4 separate regions of the Mus musculus genome follow, and all the other regions are linked to region 3. Evidence: chromatin contacts called from public HiChIP or PLAC-seq and promoter capture Hi-C data. All regions are on one chromosome and are shown on one strand. The core of a region is the stretch at or near the end of the contact, and the rest is flanking DNA. Distances in the headings are between cores, read along the strand shown. Region 1 holds the start of Myh3 (myosin, heavy polypeptide 3, skeletal muscle, embryonic). Region 2 overlaps Adprm (ADP-ribose/CDP-alcohol diphosphatase, manganese dependent). Region 3 has its middle 30 kb from the start of Gm40029. Region 4 has its middle 7.1 kb from the start of Tmem220.

Region 1 (4,410 bases), core at 19-2,518, 300 kb before region 3:
ATGTTGGGGAAAGACTATCTTCCGATTCCACTCTGCCTTTTTGAAGAGTCCTCAATAGGAAAGAACATACAGAGGATGTTTAATAATGGTCCCTATGGCCGGGCGGTGGTGGTGCATGCCTTTAATCCCAGTACTTGGGAGGCAGAGGCAGGCAGATTTCTGAGTTCGAGGTCAGCCTGGTCTACAAAGTGAGTTCCAGGACAGCCAGGGATACACAGAGAAACCCTGTCTCGAAAAAAATAATGGTCCCTATGAAGACTTTGGTCCTGCTTTCTCCCTTCTTCCCTTACCAGTGTATGGGTAGGCTGTAAGAGGACAGTCCATATTCTCAAATGGGATGTATTGGCATGAAGTTCTCTATTAAATGAACAACCATGACCCCATACAACTCAGACCCTCACCACAAAGACTGGACCAGGAAAGAGAGGAATGGAAATGGACAAAAATGTCAACTGTACCTTAATTCTCTTGTTAAGGTTTAATTTTCCAGTCCTGATTTAGAAATGACAGCATCTGTTAGGCGATACCCATCCCCCCTTTCTCTTCAGGCCACTACCGTTCCCCTCGCCCCCTATCTAGGCTGGCAGCTGGCCTTTCCTAATTGGTAATATGTCTTGATAACCACAGGCCCCTAAGCAGCTGTCACTGTGAACATGGGCTGGTGGCATAGCTCCCTGTCATTTACTTGCTTGTTGGTCCTGCTAGTGCTTAAGAAAGGATTAAGTAAATAATTATAGTAATGAGACAGAAAGTAATGAGGGGAAGGAGAGAGATGGAGAAGGAGAAAAAAAAAACTATAATCCAACTGCACAAGTTTTACAGAGTTTGGCTCATAACCGTGAGGGGACTTCAACAAGTTCAATTCTACTTTATCTTCGATGAGCTTTCTAAGCAAATAGCACAACTGTGTGTCCCCTGTTCCCAAGTGGTAGTGGCTTCAGCTGATTTCAGGGTGGGATGGCCTGCAGGATGGAGCCAGGTAGGGGCTCCTAAAGCAAAGGAGATCCCATTGTGCTAGGTGGAGAAGCTACAGCCCTGAGTTCACAGAGCAAGGCATCTCAAATTCCCAGCTTTCTACAGTTGGAAAAAATGGTTTCGGACCCTGCTCATTTCTATATATACTTTTCCCTTGGCAACGGCGAAAAATACGTGTGGAGGGGGCCAGTTCTCAGCCTGTGGTGTCAGTCATTCTCTTTCCAAATATAGAGGAAGAATGAGCCCAGGGGGTTAGTGGTGGCCTATAAAAGCCCAGGGGGCAGCTCTCCTCTATGCTTCTCTCTGTCACAGTCAGAGGTAAGTCTTACACTTTCCTAGTATCTCTGTGGCATTTACTGCTTCTAGACCTGATTCGGCCACTGCCCTGGACTGTGGCCCTCCCTGGCTTTGTTATAGCAGGCAAGCCTCTTTTCTCTTCTCAAGGCGTTCTCAAGGAATACAGTAGAGTGAGATGCGAGACCCAAGAGCCCAGCATCCCACTGCCTCTAGCAGATCATCGAAGCTGGGGTCCTGCCCACCCTTTCTTTTCTCTGCTTGGGAAGGATCCTGTTGGACAGGCATGGGCCTGTCCACCATGGCTCCATGTTCTCCTGTTGCCTCTCTGATCCACAGAATGAACAGGGGACTCTGTGTTTCCTACCTGGACGCTATACCTGCTGGGTGTTTAGTGGCCTCAAGACTACATGTTTGCTTAACAGGTTTAAATTAGCCAATCTCAGCATCGTCTCCATTTTCAGATAACCAGGAGGCCTGTCCCCACCCGCTAACAGAAGCTTTTATTGGCAGGGACTCAGTCCATTTAGAATCCCTGCCCTGTTCACAATGAAGGATCTTGCAGTCTGAAGAAATTGTCAGAGTGGGCTGGAGGAGCCAACCTGCCAGGCAGTTGGTAGTTATGCCTAGCTGTAGACTATGATCTGTCTGCAGTCCTAGGGCTTGCCTCAGAGCTAAGGATCTTTCTGACTGTCTAGTCCTTTGTGTGTCTTAGTTGAGCCTCACCAAGGTCTGGTTCGTCACAGAAGCAGACATCACGGTGGCCACTAAACTCTGTGTGCATGCTCTTGCAGGTCCCATACGTCCACAACTGCTGCTGCTCTCTGCTGTCCTGCAGGTGTGACTCAGGTGAGCATTGGGGCCACATCCCAGAGCTTCAGGAAGTCTTCAGGTAAACCCAGATCACCCATTGCCCCCTCATGCCTGTGCCCCCGAGGAGTTACAGAGCTTAACGGAGAAGTGCAGGCTTCATCCTCAGGGGTGCGGCTAGAGGTTCCCATCTATTCTCTATGGTGGTTTGTTGTTCCTTTGTTTTTTGAGACAGGATCTCACTGTGTAGCCCCAGATGGCATTGAACTCTCTAGGTAGACCAGGCTGGCTTCAGACTCACAGAGATCCACCTGTCGCAGCCTCCGAAGTTCTGGGACTAAAGGCATAGACCACCATGCCTGGCCTTCAGTCTATTCTTAGCATGGGAGGCAGAAACCATGTCGATTCAAAACAGTTCAAAGCTGTCTCTGCCATTTTCTGCTTAGTATTCTCTCTTTAAGGAATTCTTTTACCTTTTTTTTTTCATGGAATGCCTTTACTTCTTTTTTTTTTTTCATGGTATTTAATTTTGAATGTTCTGTTTGCTCTACCCGTGCTTCTCAGAAAAGGAAGACATAGTGTCAAAAGTGGCATTTCAAAGGCCCCTTCACCAGGCTGAAAGAATGGAGATGCTTGGAGTAAATAGATTCTGTCTAAGCCCGTGGCATTCATTAGCAACTCAACAAATATGAGCGGATTATATTCCCAGTGCTGAACCCTTGTGTGAAGCGCCACTGGGCATGGAGCAGGCCAGACCTCCTTGACCCCGTCTGAGAGGCTTCCATTCATTGCAGGGTGGCAGGTTGATACTAGGATGGGCAGGAGGCTGCCAGCTGCCAGCCCAGGGAGCAGCTGGGCTGACCCGTGGTTTGTTTTGCAGCCGACACCATGAGTAGCGACACCGAGATGGAAGTGTTTGGCATAGCTGCACCTTTCCTCCGCAAGTCGGAAAAGGAGAGGATCGAAGCTCAGAACCAGCCCTTTGATGCCAAAACCTACTGCTTTGTGGTTGACTCAAAGGAAGAATATGTCAAGGGGAAAATTAAGAGTAGCCAGGATGGGAAAGTCACTGTGGAGACAGAAGACAGCAGGGTAAGGCACTTGCTCTTTCTCTTTCTCAGCACTGACCCAAGCTCCTCACTCACAGGGCTTTGCATAAGCATATACCCCTCCTCCACTCATTTCAGGAGCCAGAGCCTGGGTCTGGAATTCAGCATCTGAAACAATGCAGGCATCCCAGACGCTAGGAGAAAGCAAAATGCCCTAGCCTCTGTCGAAGGATGAGAGATGGGCCCCCTAGTGGCTGGCTAAAGCATTTAATTTTGGGTGTCTTTTATCACTGTATTGTTCTGGGCCAGAGAACCAGCCTCACTGTCTCAAGGGTTGGGTGCTTTTAGAACGCCCACCCTTTGTAGGTTTGCCTAACTCTGTCAGTGGTCATCTAAGCAAGGAAGAAAGGGTGATGTATAAGGGATCCTAAAAGGCAACAAGGTCAAAGAACCAGGCTCTCTGTATCTGGCGTGGGATGGGCAACTTAGTTCGCTATCTTCTGTGGGAGGAAGGGACGAATTTGGGGTTTTAGAAAATCCCAAATCTGGAAATGTTACAAGGAAGAAAACAAAAGACCTGTGGGTATGGCTCAGTGATAGAACACTGGGCTGGCATATGCAAAGTCCTGCATTCAATCACCACATTCAACCACCACGTGTGTAAGGGTGTGTGTGATGGAGGCAGAAGAAGAGACAGGAGCAGAAAAAACGCAAGAGACAAAATGGCGTCATTCGGTGGGACAGGGAGAAAATGGGCAGCGCCCACATGGAAGCTCTCAGAAGGAAGGCGTCTCCTCATATCTCAGATTAAAATCTGAGAATGGGCTTCCAGAGCAGGACAGAAGACAGGAGTTAGACTCATCGTAGGATTTTCACGGGCTCTAGGGAGAACATGCCTGAGAAGCGGCAAGAGAGCCCACGGCCCAAGTGGGTTAAGGGAGGGAAGAAGATAGCTCCGTGGCCCACAGTGCTCAGGACCGGCTATTTCCAGAGTCACTCCTAAAGAGAAAGGAGGGCAGGGGCTGACAGCCCCACCTGCAGGGCCTCAGGCTCTCCACAGAGGACAGACCCAGGTGGAAGTCTTCCTCTCAAAACAGAGCTCCAGGGACACTGCAAAAGGGAAGGATGGGCCAGTGGCTTTTCCCCCAAAGCAGGGAAGGTGGTAAAGGAAGTAGGATGGGGCGTGAATCTCAGCGCTGGACAGCTGCTTCTACATAGAGGGGTGTGGTTCTCTGGGCTGGACGTCTGCTTTGCATAGACGGGGGCGTGGCTCTCAGGGCTG
Region 2 (4,355 bases), core at 1,247-3,746, 340 kb before region 3:
TGGACAACGGCTTGCATTCTTGTGTCCTTGGAGTGCTTCTGTCTGCACTAATCTAAAATAGCACCACTAGCCCTTTGCTGTAACACCACACTCTATTTTCTCATTGCAGCTATCATCGAGGGGAGAATCTGGCTTTTGTCTCATTTTCTGCTATGGTATGGATGTGAAATGTTGCTAAGGCTCATTTGTTAAAGACCTGGTCACCAACTGTGGAATTACTGGGAGGTGAGAGCATCTTTTAGAGGTGAGAACTAGTGAGGGAAGTCAGGTCACGGAAGGATGCCCTCGATGGGGAGACCACCAGCTCAGCCCCCTTCCCCCACTTTGCTTGCAGGCTCTAACGTGTGGGCAGGTGGCTCTAGTGTGTATTCCATGTCACCATGTGCTCCTGTACCACAGTGCAGCCTGGCCAAGGGACTACAAACCGAACGCCTCCAAACCATAAGCCGAGACAGACCTTTCCCCCATGTAAGTTGATTATTTTAGGTAGTTAGTGACCAATGATGGAAAGCTAACAAATATATTTATTCTTATCTGCCCTACCCACCCACTGCTATGGTTCTCTCCATTAAAGAAAAAAGAATTACTAAGTGCTCAGTCCAGAATGTCTGCTAAATGTCTGAAGTCTGAATTACTTGTAATATGTTTATGAGACTTCAAGGTGCAAGAATCCTGACCCTGAACAATGACAATAAACTTTTACCTTAATCATCCATCTTCCTGCTGAATAAAAGGTAGCTGAAGAATTTAAAGACAAAGTATTAGATTCTCAGCTCAAAGCAATAATTCACCTTGGGGACTATTCAACTCCACATTTGGGTTGTGCTCCCTCAGCATCTTCATACACTGCTCATATTTTGGAGAAGATGGGTCTATGCCCAAGACACTCAGGTCATAAGAATCGAGTAAAATGAACCGGAACTTAGGGAATGGTACAAAGTGATAAGCGTAATAGTTCTCTGATGGCGTGGTCTCAGGATGCTGTGCAATCTGGTCTTCTAGAAACTTGCTGTTCAGTTTAGAGCTTGCTAAGTAGTCTCTGCTGAAGTTATAGAACTCATGGTTCCCCCACGTGTGGTGAACTGGAACTTTAAGCATCTGAAATGTGTTCATGACAAGTTCTAGAGACTTTTCTGATACTTTATACTGTGCATTGTAGCCATCGATGATGTCTCCAAGCTGCAGGACACAACAGGGCATGCTGCTTTCTTTATTCCAGTCTTCGATGGCACCCTGTAAGTGAATAAGACTGTGTCGGTAGTACCTCCGCCGGCTTCTTTGATAATTGTATCCATCTTCTAAATCTGCGTATTGAATATCTGCTATAACTCCGAAGGAAAACAGTGGCTCTGAAGCATCAGCCGGGGAACTGGGCACCAGCTTATCAGCCATAACCTCCAAGCAGACTTCTAAATAAGCTAAGGAGAGGGAAAAGAGACCCACGTTAAAATACTACAGCCTTCCAGTGGACAGAAGAAAATGACAAAAAGGTTAATCCACTAGACAGCAAGACAGACAGACAAGTGTGAAGGCACTGAGGTCTTAGCTCTGAAATGTTTCAGTTCTCATCCGTAAAGATGATAACCTCTCTCACTCAGAAGACTAACCATTTACAAGAGGGCACTACCAAACTGAACATCAGGAATTCCAACCACAATGGCCAAATTCAAATCTGGAAACATTTCTTACTTTGCACCCATTTTAAACATTGGGGATTTGTCAGTTGCTATGTATACAAATGCTAAATTCAAGAGCTGGCTGCCACCCAGACAAGTGCATCCTCACATACACCAGCCCTTGCTGTGTAAACCTTGCTCCCCGCTTTAAAGCTATTGGTTAATAAAAGGCTTGAGCCTGAGACTGGGTAGTAGAGAGAGAAATGTGGGACCTGAGAATTGAGTGAGGGGTCTCAGGAGAGACCATGGGGGCTGGGGGGAGTAGGAAGGAGAGAACTGATGGAGGAAGGAGGTCACCATGAGGCCAAAAGCAGCTTGTCCTGAGGACACACATGGAACAGAGCCAGCCCAGTGAGACTGAACGGTAAGTAGCACGGGGCCTATGGTTTGGATAAAGGTGAGAATACTCAGAGCCTGCCCAGTCTAGGCTTACAGCTGGGAAATAAAATAACAGGTTTTTATGTCTTCTACACGGGCTAGCTTGAAACAAGTATTTCATTTACATAAAACCGCACCCATCCCACAGCACCGTCACACTCACTCAGCCACCTACTTCCCACAGCAGAGCCCACTCTGGGATGCTCCGGCAGGCCAAGGCTTTTTTCTTTGCTGATGAGCAGCCTGCAGAAAGAAGTCTTTCCCTTTAGTATCTGAGGGAAGACAGCAATGATCTGAAAAGAAGGTAGTTTAATGACAAAAGTCCCCAGAGGCTTGGGAGTTTGGTGTCCCGCCCCAGTCGGTGGCATTTATGGGTAGGTGCAGCCTTGTTGGATTAAGTGAGCCACTGAGGGCAGGCTTTCATTGTTTAAAGCCCCGCCCCCGAGCTACTTCCAGTCCACCCTCTGCTTCATCCTGCCGTTGACCACGCCCTCCCTCGGCTCCCTGTGGTGCCATCATGCCTGCCTGATACAGCAGACTCACAGAGCGGGGGTGGGGGGCTACTGTTGGAGACAGGGTCTCTCTATGTAGCCCTGGCTATCCTAGTACTCCCAGTGTAGATCAGGTTAGCCTAGAACTCACAGAGATCCACCTGCCTCTGCTTCCCAAAAGTATGTGTTACCTCACCTGGATATAAAAGATTCTTATCCCTCTGAACTCTACGGCAAAATAAACTCTACCTTCAGTTACTTTTGGTCATTGTTTTTTTAAATCACAATAGAAACGTAACTAATATAAAGAAGAATAATTCAAAAATTCAAAAAAGCCCAGTATATGGGCTGAAGAGATGCCCAGAGGTCGAAAGAGCTTCCTCTAGGGTGCCTGAATTCCCAGTACCCAGGTCAGAAAGCTCACAACCACCTGTAATTGCATCTACAAACACAGGGACCTGATATCCCCTTTGTGCTTCCTAGGGCTCTCAAACAGATGGGTGTGTACTCACACAGAAATATATAAATGAAAACTACAAATGCTATGACATCACTGCACCCACTGTCCTTTCTATGAGCAGGTGAATTCTAATTTGAACCGGTTCTCCTAATCTTAGAACCAGGCCCCAGATTCTGAGCCAGAACAGAAAACACAATCTTTTCATCCCACACGTAATCTCCACTTAAACTCTAGAAAGTATCTCATTAGGTTATTTATAAACAGAATTTGTAATGCTAAAAGAACCAAGAATACTAAGGATTATGACAAACATAAAAGGCCAAGGTGCTAAATTACAAACTATTCTTATTATGAAAAAAAAAAAAAAACAAACCAAACCAACCAAACAACCAAACAACCAAAAACAAAAAACAAAAAAACCTCTGTAGTTCTATCTGAATTGACCAAAATCTAGCTGTTGCTAAAAATTCCTGACTTTCTAAAATCCTTCCGACTCCTGGTCACTAACCACCTGCTCTGCCTAACCAAGTTCCTACTTTAAATCTCTAAAGAAACATGAAATCGCAGTCTAAGCTTCTAAGCTACTCCTAACAGAAAGGCTCCAACTCCATATTCCGCACAGGGGCCAGGCTCCAGCTAGACATGAGAATGGGGGCTCTCCTCACTCTGACACTGCTGTCACTGGATGGGTCACTGGGTACAGGTTGCTGCCTGCCAAACCTGATGAACCGAGTTCAATTTCTAAGACCCACATGGTGGGAACAGTAAACTCCAGCCCTCAAACGGTCCTCTGATCTCCACATATGCACTGTGTCACACATGTATCCTGTACATAATTATTTTCCTTAACGTTTTTAAAAAGTGTTTAAATTTGTTCTCTTCTTCCAGTCTCCACTTGAAAACCCTACCAGACACTGTGTCTAAATATTTGTGATGGGACAGTATTTTCCTAACCTTCCTGTGAGCAAAAGACACTCTTACTGGTGAGGTGGAAAACTCAAGATAAAATTACAAGAAAAACAAACTTCATCAAAGTCAGCTGAAAATACTTGATCTAATTAGTTTCCGATACTTGAGATTTCAAGTGCAGACGAATGGGATTAAAGCGAAGGCCAGACAGCAAGGTCTCCAGCGACCCAAAGCTCAAGACAAAACTGTCCCGAGAATGCCCTCCAGGCTGTGGCACATGAGCCTGCTTAGATATTAAACTCAGAACCCTTAGGTGATCTCTTAGAGAAGGTTCAGTCCCAGTGATCTTCTCTTCTCTTCTCTTCTCTTCTCTTCTCTTCTCTTCTCTTCTCTTCTCTTCTCTTCAGAAAGCAGTTGTTACCTCTGCTCTCTAACAGTCAT
Region 3 (4,556 bases), core at 943-3,442:
ATACCATTGCTATCCCTCCCCACCCTGTTCAGAGCACCCAGGAGGTTGACAATGATGTGCTCCACTGTAGTTTGGCTTTGGTTGGGTCCTGACAGCAGGGAGGCAGGATTGGAGAGCAGAGGGAAAGAGGAGATTGCGTCCAATTTATCCCCAGCATTCTTTGTTACAGCCAAAGCACTCATCGCCTATCAGGTGTCCCAGTCTTCTCTTGTCTCCAAGTTCTGGTAGGTTCTTCTCACTTCCTGAGAGCACCGATACATTAATGGCAACCTGAACTTGTCAAATAAAGCCCTGCTGGGCCTGTGGTGTCCTACGTTTGGGCTACACCTTTGTATAAAGTCTCTTCCTCAAACATTCTCCCTAGTGCACTAACTTAGATGTGCTATTTGCTTCCTATGGAAAATGGCTAATGCAAGATCTTTCCTATTCTACACATGTACATTATGGGCCGATAGATTTTTTGATTGAGGTGCCTGAGCCAGGAAGAGTTCTTGCTGCTTCCCAGATATCAGTATACCACAGTCCTATGCAGGCAGGTAACAATGCATTCTGTTTCCTTACATATTTCATCCTGTCCTCAATCCTTACTAAAAACTGTCAAACCTACAAAGAGGCCATTCGTCCCATCAGAGTGATGTCAGTGGTGAGCGAGAACCAGTTTGCAGCGCCAATTATAAAATGCAAGGATTCTGTGAGCCAGCCATTGAACTCAGGCATTAGTAAAAATCTCAGGTCATAGAAACTTAGAGTTAAATGACTTGCATTAAAACAAAAGCAAGATATTCAAGGCCAACCCTTCTTAATGACCTATGACGTTTTATTGCCTCAAATCTCTTGAGATTATCTACCATCATGAAATCTGTGTGGTGGAAAAACTATCTAATGATGTGCTTTTTCATCTCCCCACTTGGTCACGTGACATCGCTTCCCTGAAATTAATTGGCCATGGTGAGAATATCACACCATGAAAGTTGGCAAACACTACAAAGTACAGGTAGAGGCTTGTAAGCCCATTAGCAGCATGTCGCTGACAGGAAACAATGAAATACAGGCAAAAGGAACCTACATTCCTGTCTGTGAGAGATGCTGGAATACGGAGAGCCAACCCCCAGCCTAACCCCCTAGCCTATGTCAGCTTAAGCAAGGTAGCTCATTGAAAACCTGTGAGAGGAGCGATTTCTTCTGTCTTCCTCGGGGCAAGGTTGGAGAGAGGACAGAAAGGACATGGAAGAAGGCTGCTGTGAAATCCCCTCTGTGCTGTTCTGCTCCAGGCCTGAGGACTGAGTCCGCTGTTTCAGAAGGTCAGCTCCAAATATCTAGGTGAAAAAGAAATTTACTAGCTCACCTAAACGAAATTCCAAGAGCAGTCAATCTTCAGGCTGCCTGCCTTCTCCAAAACATCATGTTCAGATGTAGGCATTCAGATGATTCATATTCTCTCTCTCTCTCTCTCTCTCTCTCTCAATCTCTCTCTCTCCCCTCTCCTTCCCCTCCCCTCTCTCCTTCCCTCTTTAAACCAACTGTATTTCTAAAATTTTTATTACATTTATGTGTGTGCACACGCCTATATGTGCACGTGTGTAGGCATTCATGTGCCATAGTGAACCTTTGGGAATTACGGGAACACTTCTGGCAGTCAGTTCTCTCTTCCATTATGTGGGTTCTGGGGATTAAACTCAGGTCGTCAGTCTTTTAGGCAGTGCCTCTGAGACCTGCTGAGCCACCTCCCAAGCCCTAAGTCAAGTGCACCGCCGAAAATAAATAAATAAAAGCTGCGACCAAATGGTTCCAAAATGAATGAACTTATAACTGACATTTTAAAATCCGATGGTTGCATACAGGCACTTGCAGGAAAGGGGAAAACAAAAACAACAGAACTGCTTTGCTTCAGTTGCTGCTGAACATGGTCCCACGTTCATGGGCAGGAGGTGGTTGGAGGATGCGGAGTCTGGCTGGTCAGGTCTGGGTCACAGGTCCTGGAAGTGTGAGTGTCATCAGCTCCTCCCAAGCTCCATAAACTGAGAGTGAGGAGGGTGGTTCCTAGCCTCCCACTGGGTCAGGTTCCTATTTCCAAAGAAACAGCAGGACAAAAGCAGCAGATGTTCCTTTTGTGGCTGGAGACCATGCTGAATGAATGAATCTGCGCTTCTTAAAGTTGGACCGACTCTGCCTTTCCTATGGGTCACTGGAAGGGCAAAGTGACACAGTGTCTGTAACCTCACAAATGCCAGCGGCCACTTCCCTTTCTTTCCCACTCACCCTCATTAGTCTCTTTCCCGGGGAATGACAGTGCCACTCCATAAGACTCTGACAATGTGGGACATGTCTCTCTCCTTGCTCACTGTTGAATCAGCCAGCGCTCAGGGCCAGCAGACAACTCTCATCTTTCACAGCTTGTACTAGACTCCGGCCTCTCCTAACATCTCATCATTTCTTCCTCAGCTGATGTCTCCAGTTGAGCTCAGTGCCGCTGGCTGCCGACAGCAGGAGGGAGAGACTCTTGCTCAGAGTCAGTGTCCCATAGTCAGGAACTTCCTGTCCCATGAGTCAGGAAGGACAGATGTGGGTGGGGCTAGACAAAACATCTGGACCCACAAAAAAATCAGGACATGGCTTCCATCTGAACCCAGGGCCACCCACAGCCAGCTGCTGGCTTGGGCAGGAGGATTGCTCTTTCTGGAGATATGTCAGCCAACTCATTTGATTAACAATGAATTAACTGAGGTCCTGTGTCCTGCCAGGAGCTATTCTTGGTACTGGGAAACAAACGGTTAAGTAAACAAGACCAATTAGTGCCTTCCTCTCAAAGACATAACCTGCCTCAGTTTCTTCCATCCTCACACTGCGTCCTGTAGAAACCCTTGCTCCGTTAGATTCATGCATTTCTCACCACAAAATTGCCAACTGTGTCAAGAGCCGACAGGCTTACCACCTTGTATCCAGCATAAAGGGGGCTGTGCACATACAGGAGAGACCAGATAGGATGGGTGTACATAACAGCATTGTTATAATTAAATAGCTAAAACTTAAGATGCTCGGTAACAAAGGTCTGCCTGAGTCTGATATGGTAATAAGCATAATAGTTACAGCCACAGAGTTAACTGGGTGCATATTACATCCTCAGTGCGCTTTCAAGAGCTTTCCGTGGATCATCTCATTGCTCACTATAGCCTGGCACTGGAGGCTCTTACTTTATCCTTATTTGACAGATGTGGCACAGACTGTTTAAAAGAATCTGTCAATATCAAAGTTTCTCTCTCTCTCTCTCTCTCTCTCTCTCTCTCTCTCTCTCTCTCTCTCTCTCTGTGTGTGTGTGTGTGTGTGTGTGTGTGTGTGTGTGTGTATGTTTGCGCATGCATGCCTGGGTTTGCAGCCACCATGCTGCCCTAGGATTGTGCATATTTTAAAGGGCAAACGCACAAGTGACATCAATATGACCACGTGAATGCTTATACTCACAGGTACTAAACAAAGAGTCCATGTTAATATGTACATGCTAGTCTTCATCATGTGAGAACATAGGGCTTTGTCAGGAAAGCCCACGGTGTGGAGAGTAAGATGGGGTTTCTACTGTACATGAATTTTTATTCCTTTGCAGGGTGTGAATAGCTTTTGTAAGTTAGCTGCCTGAGGGGTTCTGTCCTCAGGCCTCAGCAAATGACTCTCTAATTTGATAGAAGAACCTATTTATGACTCAATCCCTCAGCCCACTGTCAGGAGGCACGTCCACATAACCTCTGGAAACAAGGCTTTGGATCAAGGCCACCTTTGGGGGAGAACTGGCCATAGGAAGTGCTGGGGGGCTAAGAAGAGGTTAGGTGTCATTGAGACCGTCACAAAGAGCAACAAGGTCATAACAGCTATTTCATCGTGATCTTCTGCAAAGGAAGGTACCCTCTCACTGTTCGATTCTGTCCCCCAGTCCCTGAGTTCTACAGGGTGTCTAAGGGTGAATAAACACAGGGAAGCTCAGATTGGCAGTGTCAATAATGGGGAGTCTGGATGAGGTGAATCAGGATGGAACCTTCAAGAAGGTAGAGGGAACAAGAAAGCCCTGCATGGCAGATGCACAAGTTATGCAGTAGATATTACTGTCCAGCCCTGTGGTGGTTCCCTTTTTCTACCCTTTGGGGTTCCAAAGATCAGTAATATGGAAATATCCACATCCCACCCACAGCTGGAGCCACCCCAGGAAGTGTGAAAGGAAATGCCTGCCGTGCCAGAGAGAGGTGGGGAAGGAAGCTGGGAGAAGGGAGGCTGTCAGCTTGGGGGTGGGGATGGATGGTATCCATACAGGCCCACCCGAACTCGAGTCAAGGATATGAAGACGGTTTCATCAAGAGCAGTTGAGGGAACCTGTTTTGACTGGCCTCAAGGTGAAGCCTGGGAAATGGGAAGTGATAAGAGACTCACATCTTTGACATAGATGTTCATGAAGACAGAAAGCATTGCACATTGCTCTAGTCTAGAGTCTTGCTATTCTAAAGTGTGGTCCATAGTCCAGCATCAATATCTGTGGGTTCTTAGAAGTGAAGAATCGCAGGCCCCTTCCCAAA
Region 4 (4,409 bases), core at 899-3,398, 360 kb before region 3:
ATAAAACACAAATATAATATTGTTGTGCATGCTATATTTTATTCTTAGTTGTTATTCTCTATACCTAATTTATATCCTAAACTCCATCATAGGTGTATATGCAGAGGGAAGGTGTAGTGTCCAAGATAGGGTTTGGTACTATTCATGGCTTCCAGCATCTGCTGAAGGACTTGGGACATGTCTGCTATGGATAGGGGGAGGCACTGTAATGTGAAGAGCTAGTGGACAGATATAGTGATGTAGGCCTGAATTCCCAGTGCTTGAAAGATGAGGCAGAATCCCCAAGATACGGGGCAAGCTTGAGGCTAGCCTGGGCTACATAGGCAAACCCTGAACCACCAATAACTAAAACAAAATAAACAACTGAAAGAGATTAGTGGTTTTCTACCCATACGTCTCTGTGTGGTCTTACTGGTTACAGTGAATTTAAACTACTTTAGAACACTTCTTTTCTTTCTTTTTTCTTTTTTAGCTTGCTGCATTTCAGTTTGTTTGGTTTTTGTTTGTTTTTTTTTTTTCAACATTTTATTATGAAGCTGTACAAACACAAGCACTGGGCAGGGAACCACTATCGGTCCACCACCTCTAGTTTATAGGGACAAGTTACTCTGCCTCCTTTGTTACACCGCTGTCCACCCATCCTTCCACCTACCAGCATCAACCTATCATATGTTTAAGCCACTGTACAGATCACCCAAAACACTTCAGCACAGCCCCAATCCAGTATTTGCTCACGGGTTTATTTTTGGTGACACAGTTTGCAAACAGAGACATTAGCAACTCTGACGTGTACAAACGCTACAGTGTTGACGAGTACAGGCACACGGATAACAACCTCTCCCTCAAGATACAGAGCACTGTGGTCACTGGCCACACACTCTCTCCTGACCTCTCCTAGTCCATCCCCACCCATCCCAGGGGAATGGCCGACGGGATGTGCTTCACCAGAAATGGCCTTACCTGGTGACGACTTTCTCATAAATAACCTTCCTTCTCTCCTCTCTCTGAGCATGGCTGCCTATCCAGGATGCTGAGGCGTTCCTTCCCTTATGTTTCTATCAGTGATCCACTGTGTGACTGAGTCACAGAAAGACCGTTCTCCTCTTGACTGCAACAATTATTTAATAAAGAAAAGTATTATTCATTAGCAAGTTTCCTCTTAGGGGTGATGTGGGGGGTCTAAGAGACAGCTCAGATGGAACAAGCACTTGCCGCACAAAGCAGACACCCAAGGGTGCTCCTCAGAGCTCCCTATGGAAGGAGAGAACCAACCCCTGAGAAGTGTCCTATGACCTCTGACAGGCGTGCTGTGGCATTCCCAAACACGCACATGATCAGGACTGATACCTGGATTGAAAAAATAATCCTGTTAAGAATTCTTTCATCATCTAAAGCTAGCAGGAGGCCAGCAAGATGGATCAGCAGATGAAAACACTTGCCTCCAAGTCTGAGGACCCAAGTTCAATCCTAGGACCCACACGGTAGACACAGAGAACTGACACTCACAAGTTTATCCTCTGACCTCCATGTGTGCATGCACACACCCCCACATACATGCACATACAAATGCAAATAAAAATATTAATGACTAAAGCTAGCACATCCACCAACTGGGAATGAAACATCTAAAGGCTGCTTGCTGTTCAGTAGCTGCAAGTGGGGCATGAGGCAGGCCTGGGTCACTGCTGTCTGTAATAGGATGTCTGTTGGTTTGTTCCAGAATTTTGCTCTGGTCCTGGTGACATATATCTAACCTTCTGTTCTTTGTCATAAAACAAAAAGGTATTTTTTTTCTAGGTAACTGTTTTGGTGAGTGTCAAGAATCCTTTGAACTCATATACACTGTAAAAAGATCTAACGGATGGTAGGTGTTCATCTGGACGGTTCCTTAAGTCTGTGGCTCTTTCCTGTCATAGTGGCTTAGCCCCAGCTGTGTGCTAACTGTGCTGGGCCTGGGGAAGCAACTGGAAGAAAGAAAGAAAACAGATGCAGATATTCTCCTCATGGGGCTTGTAGTCTGGTGAGTCACACAGACACCAAGCAACTCATTGTTTAATTGCCAGTGTGACCATACTACCAGAGCTAAAGGCAGCTGCGGAGGGTGTGGCAGGGTTGCCCCAGGAGACCGAGTGCAAACAGGAGGGAGAGTAAAATAGGCGAAGGAGAAGGAGCGGGTGGAACCCAGATCTGCAGGAGCGAGATTTGCATAATAGAAGGCTGTGTAACCAAAGGGTTACAGGGGACATAACTGATATGAAGATGTGGGGAAGGAAGCCCTACGGGGAGGAAGTTCAGACTGCTGGACCCAGCTTTGTCGGATTTTACTGACTGTTCAAACTATTGGTCTTTGACCCTGGAGTTCCTATTTGAAGATTAGGTGAGGTTGTCTGGTCTGTACAATCTTTAAGTTTCTGGTGCTCCGGAGAGCAGTGCCCTGCATCAATCTGAAGAAGGGGGCGGGGAGGTGGGAGGGCGAGGCAGGAGTGGAGGAGGGGCATAGCACAGGATGGAGACAGGGAAGGAGGGAGGGATGGTTTTAGGTAGAAGTTTGAGAGTTGTGTCTTGCAGAGGTCACCAGTTGCAAAGTGAGTGGGAGCAAGCTCAGAACCTAGATCTTGGCTTGGCTACCCTCACAGGTACAGCACTGCGAGGGGTGGGCAGTTTAAACAACAGGTTAGTGCCGTGCTGTGAGTTCACAATGCCATCAGGGTTGCTTCTTTCCTGGCCTCCTGCTCACAGCTCCTCCCGTGGCTTCCCCTGGGCTCTCCCAGAAGGGGAGAAGGATGTTTAGAGATGTATATTGAATCCTCTTCCTATAAGAACACCAGTCCTTGAAGGAGATGAAGGGGTTTGCAACCCCATAGGAAGAACAACAATATCCACTAACCAGACCGCCCCCCCCCCCCTCAGAGCTCCCAGGGACTAAATCACCAACCAAAGAATTCACATGAAGGGGACCCATGGCTCCAGCTGCAGAGGATGGCATTGTCTGGCATCAGTGGATGGAGAGGCCCTTGGTACTGTGAATGGTTTGATGCCCCAGTGTAAGGGAATGCCAGAGTGGTAAGGTGGGAATAGGTGGATGGGTGGGCAAGCACCCTCACAGAAGCAGGGGGAGGGGAAGGGGAGGGGGTTTCCTGAGGGGAACTGGGAAAGGGGATAGCATTTGAAATATAAATACATAAAATATCCAATAATAAAAAAATAAAGAATGCCAGTCCTATCAGGTGAGGATCCCACCCTAGTGACGTCACTTAACTATCTCCATAAAAGCCCTTTCTCCATATAGTCAGCATAAGGACAAGGAGGGTAGCTCAGCTCAGTCCACAATAAGACAGATGCTGGGGAAACCAGCCAGGAGGCCTGGGAGAGCGCAGGGGCAGCCTCCTTTTCAAGGAGTAGCAGTAAGAAGGGACGATGCTGTGCAGAAAGGTCTGTGAGAGTCACAGGTTGCTTCCCAGGGAAGGGACAGGAGGGAAGACATTGATAAGTTTCTACAGTTAACCTGCTGAACGATAGCACCCCAAAGACACGTCTACACCCCAACCCTAGAAGTCTGTGCACATGACCTTACATAGAAAAAAAATTTCATTGAAAAATGCAATCAGGGGCTGGCAAGATGGCTCAGTGGTTAAGAGCACTGACTGCTCTTCTGAAGGTCCTGAGTTCAAATCCCAGCAACCACATGGTGGCTCACAACCATCCGTAACGAAATCTGATGCCCTCTTCTGGAGTATCTGAGGACAGCTACAGTGCACTTACATATAATAAATAAATAAATCTTTTAAAAGAAAGAAAGAAAGAAAGAAAGAAAGAAAGAAAGAAAGAAAGAAAGAAAGAAAGAAAGAGAGAAAGAAAGAAAGAAAGAAAGATGCAATCAACTCGAGAATCAGAAACTTTGGATCAATCTAAACCTGTGAGACAGAAAGGAGAAGACAGCAAGATGCCCCAGTGAGTAAAGGTGTGGGCTGTCAAGCCTGACGGGATCCAAGTTTAATCCCTAAGGCTTGCAGGGTGGAAGGATAGAGCTGACTCTGGCAAGCTGCCCTCTGACTTCCACGTGTACATGTTAGCTCTCGAGCGTGCACACACACACACACACACACACACACACACACACACACACCACACAACTTTAAAAAATTAAGACAGAGAAGATATTGAATGAAAATGGACCCAGCGATGAAGCCAAAATAGCCACTCTGTGGGTGAAAGTGAAACGGTTTTTACCAAACTGCCAAGGCTGTCTCCTGGGAAAACAAGGAGAAGAGACTGGAAAAGATTTCCAGGGTTAAACCAAAAAGGGAGAAAGGGGTCTTGTGAGCAGGGACTGGGGAAACCTGGAGGCCTAGTTAATAGTCACCACAGTCATGTTAGTGGAAGAGCCACAAGTTCCTCTAGCCAGAGAT

What was found. Promoter capture Hi-C pulls out the DNA fragments that hold promoters and counts their contacts. HiChIP or PLAC-seq counts read pairs in DNA pulled down with a chosen protein or histone mark.
Region 1: a promoter capture Hi-C map of embryonic stem cells shows a contact between it and region 3, with 2.9 times the contacts expected there. The contact joins the promoter of Myh3 here to the enhancer-like site in region 3. A contact is called at or near these places in 5 of 39 promoter capture datasets (the 3T3-L1 cell line, embryonic stem cells, stem cell-derived epiblast-like cells and 1 more) and 1 of 115 datasets of contacts at active chromatin or transcription factors (the HL-1 cell line).
Region 2: a contact with region 3 is called in an H3K4me3 HiChIP or PLAC-seq map of embryonic stem cells, with 3 times the contacts expected there. The contact joins two enhancer-like sites. A contact is called at or near these places in 2 of 39 promoter capture datasets (hippocampal neurons and second pharyngeal arch cranial neural crest), 3 of 484 Hi-C or Micro-C datasets (all in embryonic stem cells), 4 of 115 datasets of contacts at active chromatin or transcription factors (embryonic basal ganglia, embryonic stem cells and stem cell-derived neural progenitor cells) and 3 of 9 other capture datasets (adipose tissue, embryonic stem cells and pancreatic islet).
Region 4: a contact with region 3 is called in an H3K27ac HiChIP or PLAC-seq map of embryonic stem cells, with 3 times the contacts expected there. The contact joins two enhancer-like sites. A contact is called at or near these places in 17 of 484 Hi-C or Micro-C datasets (the HL-1 cell line, embryonic stem cells, gonadal supporting cells and 4 more) and 7 of 115 datasets of contacts at active chromatin or transcription factors (all in embryonic stem cells).

The regions. Positions count from the first base shown.
Region 1 is chr11:67,077,032-67,081,441 of GRCm38.p6, forward strand. Myh3 (myosin, heavy polypeptide 3, skeletal muscle, embryonic) reads left to right here and starts at 1,269. Exons shown (of 41, transcript NM_001099635.1): 1 at 1,269-1,293; 2 at 2,108-2,118; 3 at 2,960-3,171. The coding sequence starts at 2,968.
Region 2 is chr11:67,040,690-67,045,044 of GRCm38.p6, forward strand. It overlaps Adprm (ADP-ribose/CDP-alcohol diphosphatase, manganese dependent), which reads right to left. Exons shown (of 5, transcript NM_025510.3): 3 at 792-1,418. The coding sequence starts at 1,392. Among named protein-coding and RNA genes, the nearest start is that of Adprm, 9.8 kb to the right of the region's middle. Within about 2 kb of position 2,497, at least 31 of the 459 cell types and tissues checked have an H3K27ac peak or open chromatin away from gene starts, as enhancers often do. A contact at or near this core is called in embryonic stem cells, where this site is marked.
Region 3 is chr11:67,377,794-67,382,349 of GRCm38.p6, forward strand. No RefSeq gene overlaps it. Among named protein-coding and RNA genes, the nearest start is that of Gm40029, 30 kb to the left of the region's middle. Within about 2 kb of position 2,193, at least 55 of the 459 cell types and tissues checked have an H3K27ac peak or open chromatin away from gene starts, as enhancers often do. A contact at or near this core is called in the HL-1 cell line, embryonic stem cells and trophoblast stem cells, where this site is marked.
Region 4 is chr11:67,015,888-67,020,296 of GRCm38.p6, forward strand. No RefSeq gene overlaps it. Among named protein-coding and RNA genes, the nearest start is that of Tmem220, 7.1 kb to the right of the region's middle. Within about 2 kb of position 2,149, at least 76 of the 459 cell types and tissues checked have an H3K27ac peak or open chromatin away from gene starts, as enhancers often do. A contact at or near this core is called in embryonic stem cells, where this site is marked.